Regions from separate parts of the Mus musculus genome. Here region 2 is linked to region 1. Evidence: chromatin contacts called from public promoter capture Hi-C data. All regions are on one chromosome and are shown on one strand. Each heading gives the region's core, a stretch centred on a gene start, on an enhancer-like site or on the middle of the called end of the contact. The rest is flanking DNA. Distances are from core to core; before and after follow the strand shown. Region 1 holds the start of Chst13 (carbohydrate sulfotransferase 13). Region 2 has its middle 38 kb from the start of Aldh1l1.

Region 1 (7,174 bases), core at 148-2,647:
GGCACATGCCTCTCTGCAGACACACCCCAGGGCCAGACTATCCACTCATACCCCAAAACAGTGTTTGGGCCCTGAGGGACCTGAGCCATTGTGGCCCAGGAATGGGTAAACATTTGTCTACAATGAATGACAGGGTGGACAGAGACTGTGGCATCAGCAGACACTGCGACCACACCCAGACCGTGCCAAGGGACATGTTAGACATGAGAAAGCACCTATACAGAAGTAGCCATTCACCTACAGGTCTTCAGTAAGGAGAAGGCTCCCTTCCGGGGGGGGGGGCTTGCAGGGGTGCCCTGGCACAGCCACTTACATCTGGTCATGCAGAGCTTGTTAATTGGCAGAGTGAGTAGACACAGGCATGGTGACTACTCCTGAGGCCTTCCCAGTTCTGTTCACCTGGCATCCTTCCCAGGGGTCCCTAAGGACGAAGCCAGTGTGATGCACGGGCTGGGGGCCAAGCACTGTCTACTGTAACATTCAAACTCACCCTCCTAAAATCCCTGTAAGCATGGAGTCAGAACCTATTCCATAGATGAGACTGTTAAGGCCCTGGGAGGGGACAGATAATAGGTTAAGCTTGCTGAGTGACCTCTGATCTACAAGCCTGCTGGTCATTGAGGTCCTCCATGGATCAGTACCATTCTGAAAACAGTTTTCCCTTGTCCTGAGTCACTCTCAGCTAATGACCCTGTCCACCCTTGAGTAAAAACCTGTCTGGAAGTGAGCAGACCCCATACACACAGACTAAGGATGGACAAACCGTCAGAAAAGTAGCCCACTGCCCAGGTACCTCTAAGCCACTCCACACCTGACCTCTGCCCTCAGCTTGGTCTGTAAAGTGAGTTATCTGCCAGAGGATCAGAGGAGACCTAGGTTCATTCAGAGTGAAACTGACCACATGCCTGGTGGAAACTGGTACTAGCAGGTCGTGATCCCTGAAACGCCAGGCCAGCATAGACCTGTGCAGTTCTTCTGTGGATGTATAGACTCAGCAGGATCTCAGATTAAGACAGGCATCCAGGCCAGAGAGCAAACTGACTTCTCAAGGCTCAGAGAGTAGGGCAAATGTAACAAACGCATCTCTAGATTGACCAAAAGTTCCCACCAGCAGCTCTACAGGGAGTCAGACAGTGGTCATCTCGCCAGCGACAAGAAAAGAAGTTCCATGCGGGAATGGAAGGAACCTGTCTTCCACTGGCGATGCCCCAGCCCCAAACAACAGGCAGGTGCCAGGTGGCTCTCTAGCTGAGGAAACAACGCAGAGCCCCGGGCCCGCGCACTCACCGGGACGCAGGGCGCACAGGAGCAGGAGTGCAGCACCCAGACTTGCCACCACCGGCAAGGGCCGCCTGCAACAGGAGCGTCTTCCCATGCTGTGCCTGGCACGCGTGGCAGGCGACAGTCATCCGGTGCGTTCTCCTTCCTACTGTGCGGCGGAGGTCCAGGACACGCCCAGTTCTGCCCTTAGTTTAGGGCCCGCCCAGAAGCAGCGTCCAGTGCTCCAGGCTAGAGATAGACGCGCCTGACTGACTTAATGGGTAAAGCTGTAACCCTAGGCCAATGAAAGCAGTATCTATCCCTGATACTAGTCATTAAACCAGGATTCCCTACTTTACACTGATGGGAATTGGTAGTGGAGAAACTCTCAGATATGGGTGTCCCGGGCCCAAGTGCTCTACTGGCGGAGCTAGAAGCTGCAGCTGAGGTCCTGGGAGCCAAAGCTTTGGTCAGAAACGGACTCCAGAAGCTCAGGTTGGACACTCATTGCCCTAGGCTTTAACCCCTAGTACAGGGCAGCTACTGGAAGCCTAGGAATGACAGCTCTGGTCCCCAAGCTTTCGGACTCTTGACCCTCAGTACTGGCAAATGTCACAGCTTGTAAGTCCAAGGGTCCTGGGACCCCCTGCCATTAAGGCTCAGTAGCTTCTCCTCCCAGCCTGCCTTCTCCAGTCTTAACCCTTGGCAATTTCTTGTCTCTTCTTTACTTCCCCTGGCCTTGCCTATGGAACTTCTGCTCTCACAGCAGCCCCTCAGTTCCCTCTCTGGGGAAGACCACTTTGAAGAAACTCTCCACGTGGACCACACAAGTGATCACAAGCTGATTCTGAATGGAAGTGTGTGCACCAGTCAGGACACGGCCCTTCCTGAAAACTAAGGACTGGATTTGCATCAGTCATAGCGCAGGGAGCCAGGAAAAAGACTCCCCCTCATCGTGAGTAAAAATGCCCCAGAGTCATGTTAATTCCCCCAAGGCTGATGATGGGCAGAAAGTCCTGCATCCTGCACAAACTGTTTGAAACAGCAGTGACTGAGACCAGGAGTCCGGAGCTTCGAGATCCAGCAGCTGAAATCAGAAACTCAGCTTCCCAAGGTGCTCAAGGAGAGTTCAAAGCAGCCAGAAACCATGAGGACAGTAGTAAGGTTAGATAAAGCTGAAAGCCTCACTGCCGAGGAAGGCTCTAAGTGTCAGGATCACAAATCTTCCAGGACCCAGCAACTTAGCTTATGTAAAGGAAAAAAAAATAGCATGTGGTTTAAACCCAGCTCTTGGGAGGCAGAGGCAGGCCAATCTCTGTGAGTTCGAGGACAGCCTAATCTACAAATCCAGGACTATTAAACAGAAAAACCCTGTCTCAAAAAAAAATCAATCAATCAACCACCCAATAAAAAGTAAAAGATAATATTGAAGGGGTACTTTGTAATAGAGGCCTTTTTATAGCTGTCTTCACAGTGCCCAGTGTCCTAGGAGCCCACAGTGACTTTTCAGGTAGGAAGGGAGGTGGTCTGCACCACAGTGCAGGACAGCAGCCAGAGGTGTGTGGGGCAGAGAATACGTGAGGGAACCCATCTCTGGCCTGGTTCTACCTGCTACAGTTTGCTCTGGGTGCCATCACCCACTCAAGACCCAGTCAAGTAGAGAAATGGAAAGAGCAGGCCTTCTACAGCATTTCTTAATGGCAGGGCCAAACAGCTAGGCTGAACACAAGCCCAAGGGACCTGTGGATGTCAGTCCTTCCCCCATCCCAGGATCAGTTATAAATGTTTCTTCCTTCCCCCAAGCTCACACTGTAGCATGCTTTCTTATGTGTCGAGTCCCATTTGAATCCCAGTTCATGCAGGCATTGTCCAGCCTGAAGGAGAAGTGAGAGATCTCAGGCATGTCTTTCCTGGGCACTAGATCTGTTGTACTTGGTCATGTCACCCACAGCTGCTGCAGGCACAGGCACTCGGAGCTTATTTCAGACAGGGGGTTGCATTGTAGAGAGACACCAGAGTGAAGTCCACCCTTTGACAGATAAAGAAAGGGCTGGGAGTGTGGCTTAGTGTTAGAGGGCTTTCCTGAGCAGTGAAGCCCTTGCTTACATCCTGGTGCCACAAAATACAAATAAATAGAAGAGAAAGACATCCAGTGAGCACTGTGGGCTGCAGACTGCTCCTGATCTCGGGGTCTTGCTGCCCTGATGCCAGCCTCGTAGAGAACCCAAACAAGCAGCTGGCCCTGTGTGCACAGGAAGGGCATGGCTGACCCAACATTTAGCCTTGCGTGTATGGGATGAGGTGCTGCACCCAACACTAGCGTCTTACCTGCCATCTGTACTCAATTTCCCTGTACAATGGCGGTAATATTAAACCTCACTTTGTTGTGGAGGCTATATGAGGAGCAGAGATACTTGAACAGCCTCAGGTGTGGCAAGTGCCGTGTAAGGACTTGATATTAGAATTCAATAATCCTAATTGGTTCCTCTTATAGCAATGATCTATTATCAATTAATGAAGACTATGAAACAAATAACATTTATACGTTTAGCTTCAAATAGCAACAATGGTTCTACCTCCTTTCTGGGTGGGAACCCAGCTCACACTAAAACCACATAAATCCCTCGAGGAATGTCTGCTTCCTTTCAGCCCAGCCCAGAACCCGAGGATGCTGGATAACACACAATACCTATCTGCCCCCCCCCCCCCCAATCTCACCCAAACTCTCAGACCAGAACCTAGTCTTCCAATCTTCGGTGTGTTTTTGGCCTTCTACGCTGCCACCTGGTGACCAAAATTGAGAATAGCTCAGCCCACTATTGTCCTTAGAGATGAGCATCGGTGGAGACTACCAGAAAGATTGGAATCCATGTGCAGAAGCCTGCCTCCAAGAACAGGTAGCTCCGTGGAAAAGCTTCCTTTTGCCTGCTGCAAAGGCCCTCAGATGTGTGTCAATTATAACTAAGTAGCAAATTGCCTTGAACTTTGGAAACATCCAAAAACCACTTCAATGCTGTGGATCAGGATCCTAGGAAGGCTCCTGGTGGTATGCTTCCCCCAGAGATCCCATGCTGCTGCAGGCAGATGGTAACAAGATGGCCATCATCTTATCAGGAGGCCTGCCATGATGGTATGTGACATACGTAACTATCTTTCTCAGGAGCCTGGAATCTTGGGGCCATTCCCAGAGAACGTGGCTGTGTGGCCTGTCTCTGACCTGATCACATTTCCCTTAGTTCCCTGGAGCCACTGAGGCTGTCCAGGTTCCAGTGACAGGTGAATCCCAGCCTCACACAAAGACATGCCTGAAAATTTGTAGATCTGATTTAATTCTGTCTCTGCATGTTAAAGAAGCAGTAAGGAACCATGAAGTTGGCCTGGCCTAGCTGCCTTGAGAGGCATGTGTCTTCGGATTTTCAGGTTAGAGTCCATGACTCCTAGGGCACAATGTGCCTTCCAGTTTCTGAGAGACTGACACACTGCCTCAGGAAGTGCAGTATTCAGGCCTCTCTGCTTCAATGTATGTTCCCTCAGAAGTCAAGGAAGCATGGACGCTTGACAGGACAGTTAGTCTTAGGTAGTAATATTGTGTACCCTGTATAGCTTGTAAATGTCATTGAATCCTAGCAACTTCAACTGTACTGATCCTGGCAATTGTCATTATGTTCTGTTTCTGATAAAGGTTTAAAAAGTCTGATTGCTCCCAATAAAATTGCCACAGTTTTGCTGTGAACACCTTCCCCCCAGCAGCCTGATTTAATTCCTCATGGCGTATCAGATGACGTTGGCCTGGTAAGTATGTGCAGGCACTTACAAAGGAGGCTCTGTGGCGAGTGCCAGTGGATGGACAAAGTGAGAGATGGTGCATCTCCCGGAGCCTACAGTGAGCATTTATTTCTAAACACACCAAAAATCTGACGGCTGAGATATCTGGATGCTGGCTGTGCCTCTTCTCTTCTGTGTCGGTTGGAAGGGGAAGGGCTAGCAAGAGGCCAAAACTGTCTCTGGAGATGGAGTCTTTAGTGCAGGTATCAATGAGAAAAATGCCAACATCTCATGTGGTGCTGATTGCATGAGGGGCATCGTTCAGGGCCCTTCAGGTATGGACCTCATTCCATCCCCAGCTACACCTGTGAGGTATTAGTGTTGTTAGGGCCATCTATCCCTTGGTGTTCATGCCACTGGAACTGCAGATACCAATCCCCAGGGTCATCTCCCTTACATGTTATAAAGTGGTGTGTAACCTATAAAATCCTCCCCTTACTTTCTGTCATCCTTGGGTGCCATGTGAAACCTAACACAATGCCATTGTTGTGGCAATAGACTTCACACTGCATCTCTGGCGAGCCCACAGTCAGGATAGGCATAGGTAAGGCTTTGTACAGTTTGTAAGAATCATCCTCAAATGGGGATCCTGAGGGCCATCCATCCTTTCCTTACAGAGAGGCCAGGAAACATACCCAGGGACACACAGCTAGTGAGCAGGGTAGTTGTGGTCCAAGCCAAACACACTTCTGTGTTCAGCTTATGTGAATCTCTTACTCCATTAAAATGTTTACAGTTTGTTTTCTGACTAAATAACTTATTCTAGGGTGAGATTCACATGCAATTGTGAGGTGGCATAGGTACTCCATGTGCCCATATGTCTCCCTAGTGGTGACATCTTGAACATTCCAGTCAGGGTGCTGAACTTGAGGATGTCCACTGCAATATAAAATCAGCTTCAGTTGGTTACAAATATTTAAAAATTAGATTAGACAAAACAGTTGGGATTTTTTTTGTTTCTTCCTGAGAACACAGCTCTATATAAGCATATTGTCATAGGTCTTTGTTACAGGGAGGGGAATCCGAACAGGGAACAGAGTCCAGCCAGGCACAATGCGATACCACCTAGGGAAGGCATGCTAGGACTGAGAGACAGTGGGTTGCTGCTCATGGGGGATTTCTGCCCCATCCCCTATCCCAAGGGCCAAGGGAATTGGGGTTTACCCAACTCTGCAGCCTTCTGCAGGACTTGGGAAGCCAGATGGGCTCTAGGCACCAGCCCCAGTGAGCAGAGAGAAGCATGTGCAGCCCCTGGAAGTGGGCCAGCAGTACTCAGGCTCCCAGAAGGGAGGGCAGGGCAGAGGCAGAAGCTGCCGAGGGAGTCCTATTCATTCAGCCTGGACCCAGCCTGCAACAGTACCTGGTACAAGGCAGTGCTTAGACACCTTAGCCTATAGGAAAGATCAGGAGGTTAGATGACAGCTAGGAGACCTCCAGTTCAGAGGGAGAGGGGAGATGACTGAGGAGTCCAGCAGGAGGCACTAGGAACCTAGGGACCCCAGCATGAAAAAGACTTTTCTCAGTCTCAGGTTCTGCATAACACCATACACATAGGAATGAATGTGAGATTTTTCTCCTGCAACATCCAGTTCCCAAGCAAACACCAACTTGGAGCACATGCCCTACCCTAAAACACAAGTCTCAGTCTCCATAGCTGCTCCACTTTAGGGTTAGTTATAAGCAAGGGAGTGGCCTATACTTGACTGACTGGTTATAAATAGGGGGGGGGGGGGAGTCCTATAGCCCAGTCCACTCCTAAGGTTGTATTGATTTGTTTAAAACAGCCTAAGACTAGGAGTTACAGAGACAACGTGTGGAGCAGACTGAAGGAATGACCATCCAGAGACTGCCCCACCTAGGGATCCATCCCATATACAATCACCAAACCCAGACACTAATGTGGATGCCAACAAGAGCTTGCTGACAGTAGCCTGATATATCTGTCTCCTGAGAGGCCCTGCCAGTGCCTGACAAATACAGAAGTGGATGCTCTCAGCCATCCATTGGACTGAGCATAGGGTCTCCAATGAAGGAGCTAGAGGAAGTACCCAAGGAGCTGAAGGGGTTTGCAGACCTATAGGAGGAACAA
Region 2 (7,307 bases), core at 4,632-7,131, 190 kb after region 1:
CTGGCCAGCCCTGGTGTTCACGCCAATTCAGCACCTCTACAGCATACTCCCTGTGGACACTGTGTTCTCCTGCAGGGTATGGAGTAAACACAGGCCTCCTGGCTCCACGGGAGTCAGGGCGTCCTGCCAGGCCTTTCATTCATTCACTCACTCATCCATCCATCTATCCATCCATCCATCCATTCCTCTAGGAATTCTTTACTGAGTGTCTCTGACAGATCAGACATAGCAGGTACTGCATTTAGTTAAGACTTGGTGTGTCTCGGCATCCAGCTTGCAGCTTTATTGTGGTATTACAGCAACTTTAAAACTTCCTATTTTATACACAAATCCTGATTTCCATCTTTTTACTTCCTGCCTGTTCTAGAGTTTGAACCTCGGGGTTTTCTGTGCATTAAATTTGTCTTCTCCCTCTGAGCTGCATCTCCAGCCCCCTCTCTTTTCCTTTAGAAGTGGGCTGGTACCTGCGTTCACACCTTCTAACTCTTCAGAGGTTTATATGGCTGAGCCTCTTTCTCACAAGCTCTCCCATTGGCTCTGCCCCACACCCTTCCCAGCCTCATCAGGATGATACAGTCTTTCCTGTGGGACATTAGAAGTCCTTGCCGGAGGAAAGCCATTGATTCCCTCCGGGAGCCTACCCTACCTGCACCAACTACTCTTGGACACAGAACTTCATGTGTGCTTGAAATAGAATGAAAGGGAAGCAGATTGAGTGGAAAGAAACCTCCTGGGTTCCTCTTAAATGAGATGGATTGCCCAGTAGGCTTCAAAGTTACAATGGAAGAAGGCTCACAGCCTCACATTCCCACAGAGCACAGAATCCCCACCCTCCACAGGACTTAGACACCATCCTGAGTCACCTGTGCCTCCCATTAACAGGACTATCATCTTTGTCTCTTCTAGTGGACATCCAGTTGCTGGCTTAGGTGCAGCTCCCTGTTGGACCCTGGCACACTTCCTTCAGCCCTCTATCCTTGGGTCTCCTGGCTTAAGCTAGGACAATTGTCTCCTATCATCTGTCTCTGCATTTGTGTCTGTCTTTTCATAAGCAAAGTCAAAGGTCATAGCATGTTAGGCTGAGTTCAGAGTGTTAAGTGGAAGGGCTAAAATGTGTTCTAAGAGAGGTGGGCACAGTTAAGCCGAGGCTGCTCTCAGAAACTCCCAGCAATCGTGAGAGAGGACCCAGCACATCTTCCACAAGACACTGTGGTCCAGGCCTTGTGGAATTTCTGAGTGTCAACCAAAATCTCACCCTGCCCAGTCATCTTCTCTCTGCTCCAAAGTTCACATCTAACTAGTCCCTGAGGAACACAGTCATGGATACAGTTGGGCCTCTGTGTTCATAGATTCTATATCCATGCAGTCAATGAACCAGAGATTGAAAATATTTAGGGGAAATTGCAACTGATTTGAAATTCTCATCATTCTGTACCTAATCTAGCACAGCAAGTGTCTATAGAGCATGCACATTACCTAGAGATGACAGAAAGTGCACAGGAAGACATAGGAACCCTGAGCAAATGTCATGCCATTGCACATGTCCAGTATCCATCATCTGCACACATAGAAGCATGTCAGTTTAAAGTACTATTACCTCTACTTCCCCTCCTACATAGACATGGGGGGAGGTCATGCATGCCTTGATGCAGTTGCAGGAGTCAGGGCTCCGGTTGATTTTTCTATTCCCACTACATCAGTCCATGGGGTTGAACTCAAGTCATAAAGCTTGGTGGCAAGCACCTTTACTAGAAGAGCCATCTAGCAAGCCCTATTCTCCCTACATCTGAGATGAAGGGTGCTATCCTGGAAGGTAGGAGTGGCTATCTGGGACATGTTCCCCCACCTCCAAGCATGAATGAAGTCCTAGTTGACTGGCATTGGCTCTCCTTAGGAGGCAGTTTCGACCCTAGGAAGAGCTCTAGATTCTTTCTATCACCACCACCTCCTTTTCCCAGGAATCAGGGGCAAAAGGCACACTTGAAGGTGACCGTTCCCTGCAAAAGAACCCCAGTGCCTCTAGCTCCGTTTGTCCAAGCCTGTCCATGACTGAAGATTCTGGATCTACCCTTTGCAACCTCATACCCTAGGGAATGACAGGGCCTCCTAAAAGTAGTAGCTTCCCTGTGAGGTGAGTCAGGTCCCTACAGCTCCAGCTTCTAAGGTGACCCTACTGCTACAGACTCCTCTCTACTGTCCAAAGTCACAGGGTAGATCCTATGAGCCTAGAGCCTAAATATACACAATGGAGTACTACTCAGCTATTACAAATGGTGACTTCATGAAATTCTTAGGCAAATGGATGGAACTAGAAAATATCATCCTGAGTGAGGTAACCCCATCACAAAAGAACAAACATGGTATACATTCACTGATAAGTGGATGTTAGCCCAAAAGCTCAGAATATACCCAAAATATAATTCACAGACCACATGAAGCTCAAGAAGAAGGAAGACCTAAGTGTGAATGTTTCAGTCCTTCTTAGAAGGAGGAACAAAATACTCATGGGAGGAAATACAGAGACAAAGTGTGGAGCAGAGACTGAAGGAAAGGCCATCCAGAGACTCCCCACTTGGGGATTCATCCCATACACAGTCACCAAACCCAGACGCTATTGTGGATGCCAAGAAGTACATGCTGACATGAGCCTGATATGGCTGTCTCCTGAGAGGTTCTGCCAGAGCCTAACACATACAGAGATGGATGCTTGCAGCCAACCATTGGACTGAGCATGGGATCCCCAATGGAGGAGTTAGGGGAAGGACTGAAGGAGCTAAAAGGGTTTGCAACCCCATAGGAAGAACAACAGTGTCAACCAATCAGACCCCCCCAGAACTCCCAGGTACTAAACCACCAACCAAAGAGTACACATGGCTCCAGCTGCATATGTAGCAGAGTAGGGCCTTGTTGCGCACCAGGCCCTTGGTCCTGTGAAGGCCCAATGCCCCAGTGTAGGGGAATGCCAGGGCAGGGAGATGCAAGTGGGTGGGTGGATGGAGGCACACCCTCATTGAAGCAGGGGGAGGGGGATTGGGATAGGGGGTTTGAGGGGTGGGACTGGGAAAATGGAAAACATTTGAAATGTAAATGAAAATATTGCAGCAGGAGGTGGGCTAGAGAATGGTAAAGTTCTGGGAGGAAGTTGGGGAAAGTCTAGCACCAGTGGTAGTATGGCTGCCAGGAGCATGGATCTTTTCAGGAATCTCAGACTAAGAAGTGCAGTTTCTTCCTGAACCCATCCGTTAAGTTTGTTATTTATAGGAGCTTTATGCCACTGGGGTTGAGTTTTGCCTGGGGATTGGTAAAACTGTGACTTCTTCCAGTTCAGGCCCATGTGGTGCAAGACTGAACCCAGACCTAGTGTGCTCAGATGACCTGTGCACCATCACCCTGGCCACAGTTTCCATGAAACCCTGCCACCCCGGTGCTCTATACTCTGCAGACCTTCCCCACTCTCTCTTGAGCCTTAGCTTCCTCCTCTGCAAAGTTGAGAGTATATTAGTCGCTCGTGTCCACACTGGGGTTTAGAATGTCCCCACGGGCTCCTTTATAAACTCTCAGTCCTCACATGTCCTGCTAACTGAGGGAGAGGGTTGTGGAGGCTTCCATTGTAACGTGAGTATAGGCTTCATCACACAGGACTGCTGTGCTGTGACATCTTAGCATAGGCCCAAAACAGCACAGCTGCTCAACCATGCATTGACAACTCCAAAACCAGGATCGAGGATAAGCCTCTCCCTCCTCACAGCCCAAACAAGCTCCCCTCACCCTCCCTACAGCCTAAACCTCTGCCCACTTTAGCCCACCCCTACCAACCAAAACAACCCTCCCTCCCCATCCCATTACTTCTTGTTGGGTCATAGCAATGAAAAGGGTAACAGAAAAGACATTTGGCAGACTATTAAATCAGATTATCAGCAATACAGTGTCTTAGAGCAATATAAACTTAATTCTTACATAGTTCTGGGCTTGGCAGTGTGCAGCAGCATCTGAAATCAAATTGTCTGAAAGGTTTACTATCTATTGCCTGTCCTCCCCCAGCTTCTCGGCCCCTCCCTCCATCTTCACAGCCAGCTGTGGCCAGTTAAGCCTTACCCCAGACCATTCCTACAGACTGGCTAAGTCTGTGTCATAGAGAGGACGCTAGTGACATAACAAGGGCTCACCCAGATAAACCAGGACAATCCTCTTACCTCCAGTCCCCTGACTAGCTCTAACTGAACTCGTAGTCTTGGGATTCCTGTCATGTGGCAAATTTATTCACTGGGTTGGGTTAGGACATTATCTTCTATCTTCCATAGGAGTCAGAAGTGGTTTTCATGCAAAAGAGCAAAGCCACAGTTCAGAGAGGGTAGGCTGACAAGGTGACCCACGTGGAGAGAAGGTGTAGCCTGCAGGGGCCAGAGGTCATCTGACATTGGTGGAGCTCACCCAGGTGCTGGGGAAGCCATCTGAGACACAGGTCCAGGAAAGGGGTGACAAGCCCAGATCTATCTGAGACCTTGCTTAAAGTGGGAGATGGAAAGAGGTTAATGGGGACAATAAATCTCATTAAAATTTTGTGTTCACTTTTTTGACTTCAAAATTCATCCGTGAATTGTACAGCTACCCAAGGGCTAAGGCTTTTTTGTTTTGTTTTGAGGTTTATTTTTAGATTCTTTATGTGTATGAATGTGTTGCCTGCAAGTATGGATATACACCACAGGTGTGCAGAGCTCAAACATGCCAGAAGAGGGCCTTAGATCCCTTAAAACTGGAGTTATAGACTGTTGTAAGCCACCGTGTATATGCTGAAAATCAAACTCAGGTCTTCTGGAAGAGCAGCCAGGCTCTCAACTGCTGAGACATTTCTCCAGCCCCCAAAGGTTGAGATCTTAAATTTGATCATTTTCATTTTCTTTGTCCTCTGTTTCACTTCTAATGCAGCCCTGAGTGGACCTCGGTGTCAGCTGCCAAGGTTCCCCAGTACCCCGAAGCTACTCTGCCCAGCCAGGAGTCCTGGATTTGAGGTTGCTCAACTTGGGTCTCTGGAAGGGCAGAGAAAAGGCCTGGGAACCCCCTACTCTGAAAAGCTTTCCAAAGACTGGTGGTCTAGCTTGAATAGACAGAGGGAGAGAATGGAGGAGGAGGAGGCCAAAACCTGATCCTCCTGTTAGGATCAATCAGATAACTTAGGCTTTGCTCCTGACAGGGGGTCTCTGCAGGTCAGCACCCTTCATATCCCTCACAGCCCTGCCAGAGGGCAGGTCCTTGAGAGGCATCAGGCTGGCTCCATGATATGCTGAGTGTGCACTGGCCAGGCCTCTCTGATGATGCAAGCCAGTCTCCATTGTGCAACAGAGATGAAGGGTCCCAGGGAGGGCCCACAGAGGCTTTGCCTCACTGGCACATTGAGCTGTGTCAAAATCAAACACCCCAAAGGAGAGAGTTTGAGGTTCAGAGGGAAGGTGTATTTTTACCAGGCAGTACAGGTCCTAGGGACCAGGGGCCAGGAGTGGGAAGGGAGGGGCAGATTAAGGGGGGGAAAAAGACAGACAGAAAGAAGAAGAAAAGGAGGGGAATGGCATAGAGAGGAGAGGAGGGAGAGGAGAGGAGAGGAGCAGCAGGAGAGTCAGGAGGTCCCTGGTTGAGTGCTCTCACCTAGAGACAGACAGCCTGGAGCAACAATGGAAACTCTCAGCCCCAGATCTCACCCTGAGGCTGACTCTGCTGGGTAAAAATAGGTGTGGCTCATAGGACAAGGTCTTGCAGTCCCCAGCGGAGCCAAGTAAATAGTGACCTGATCCAGCCATGGAGAAAAACCAAACCTTGTTGACTTTGCAGGCCTGCAGCTCTGGGTGCGGCCACTTGGGTCTCTTCTGTGGGGCTTTTGAGCAGCCTAGCCTGGGCTCTGCTCAGATCTCAGGCTGGAACCCTGGGGCACTGCCATCTGCCCTACAGGGTTTCAATAGATTCAGGGCCTCTGTGGCACCATGCTGCCCCCTGCTGGTCAGTTCTGTGGGATCCCGGGAGGTCTCTGATACATGGTGACTAGGAGGCCACTTTGGAGAGCCCTGGGATGAGACCCTCCCTCTCTAAGCAGATGGCGTAGAGAAGCACCAGTTACATTTCACATGTACAACTGAGGGTCTGTAAGGTTATGGTGGAACTAGGAAGTCCTCGTCCCAAGTGGGGACATGGATGTCATAGTACTGTGTGTTACTCCCATGTTTGTGTGACCATGTCTCCTGCACTGCCCGCCCTGTGAATGCAGAAACTCAGTCATGTGAACTGCAGAAGATTTGGTGGTCATGATCAGCGGCTACCTACTAGTCACGTCTCTTCATGTTTGTCTGCTTCGTTTTTCTTTCTTTTCTTTTTCTTTTCTTTTTTTTTTTTGTTTTTATTTTAATGTGTCTGGCTTTTGTCTGCATGTATGTCTATGTACCACGCGTGTGCAGTGTCAGTAGAGGTCAAAAGAGGGCACTGGATCCCCTGGGACCCATGGAATCACACCTGAGTCCTCGACAAGAGCCACCGAGCTTTCCCTTTTAAGTTGACTGTAGAGGTGTCAGCTGCAGTCCGCACAGCTCCCTGTGGCTCCCATTGGCTGTGTTTTGATAGTACTAAAGGCCACGTCCAAGGAGCAGCATGTTGCATACAGATCAGGCAGGGAAGGTGAGTTCATGCTACTCTCTGCAGAACAGAATCATCCTCTATCTGTCCCGGTCATGTGGGGACATCTGAGTAAGGCAGGGAAGGAGCCAGCCAGTGGCCAGTGACAAAAGCCCCTTCCTCTGTTCCCTAGCTTCTGTCTGTCTTTCCATGAGAAGTGTGTGACTGGTGCAGACCTAGCAGAGGCTGGCACTGTCCTGAACTATGTGTTGGCAGTGTCCCTACTGGGCCTTCATTCAGAGAGTGGACCTCTTGGGCAAGGAGGGATTGTGTTCTCCCAGCTGTGGGTTGGTCTTGGAAATTGAGATTAAGAAAAAAGCAAAGATGTCCAGGTGGTGGCTTTTCTCCTCCCACTGTGTGGGGGTTGAGGCACAGGATAGCTCCTGGCCTTTGGGTACATTCTGGTGTGTGTGTGTGTGTGTGTACATGTTTATGCATTTCACTAGTTATAGAAGAAATATTACAGGGCTGGAGAGATGGCTCAGCAGTTAAGAGCACTGACTGCTCTTCCAAAGGTCCTGAGTTCAAATCCCAGCATCTACATGGTAGCTCACAACCATCTGTAATGGGATCTGACACCTTCTTCTAGTGTAGCTACAGTGATCTGAAGACAGCTACAGTGTATTTAGATATAATAATAAATCTTTAGGCTG

The links. Promoter capture Hi-C pulls out the DNA fragments that hold promoters and counts their contacts.
Region 2: a contact with region 1 is called in a promoter capture Hi-C map of liver, with 2.6 times the contacts expected there. The contact joins the enhancer-like site here to the promoter of Chst13 in region 1. A contact is called at or near these places in 15 of 39 promoter capture datasets (the 3T3-L1 cell line, 3T3-L1-derived adipocytes, the HPC-7 cell line and 7 more), 2 of 15 datasets of contacts at CTCF or cohesin (the NIH/3T3 cell line and stem cell-derived epiblast-like cells), 12 of 484 Hi-C or Micro-C datasets (the AML12 cell line, the G1E-ER4 cell line, cerebellum and 5 more), 1 of 115 datasets of contacts at active chromatin or transcription factors (embryonic stem cells) and 2 of 9 other capture datasets (adipose tissue and liver).

Annotation. Positions count from the first base shown.
Region 1 is chr6:90,323,788-90,330,961 of GRCm38.p6, forward strand. Chst13 (carbohydrate sulfotransferase 13) reads right to left here and starts at 1,398. Exons shown (of 3, transcript NM_027928.1): 1 at 1,288-1,398. The coding sequence starts at 1,375.
Region 2 is chr6:90,509,255-90,516,561 of GRCm38.p6, forward strand. No RefSeq gene overlaps it. Among named protein-coding and RNA genes, the nearest start is that of Aldh1l1, 38 kb to the right of the region's middle. Within about 2 kb of position 5,882, at least 55 of the 459 cell types and tissues checked have an H3K27ac peak or open chromatin away from gene starts, as enhancers often do. A contact at or near this core is called in 3T3-L1-derived adipocytes, the AML12 cell line, adipose tissue and 5 more, where this site is marked.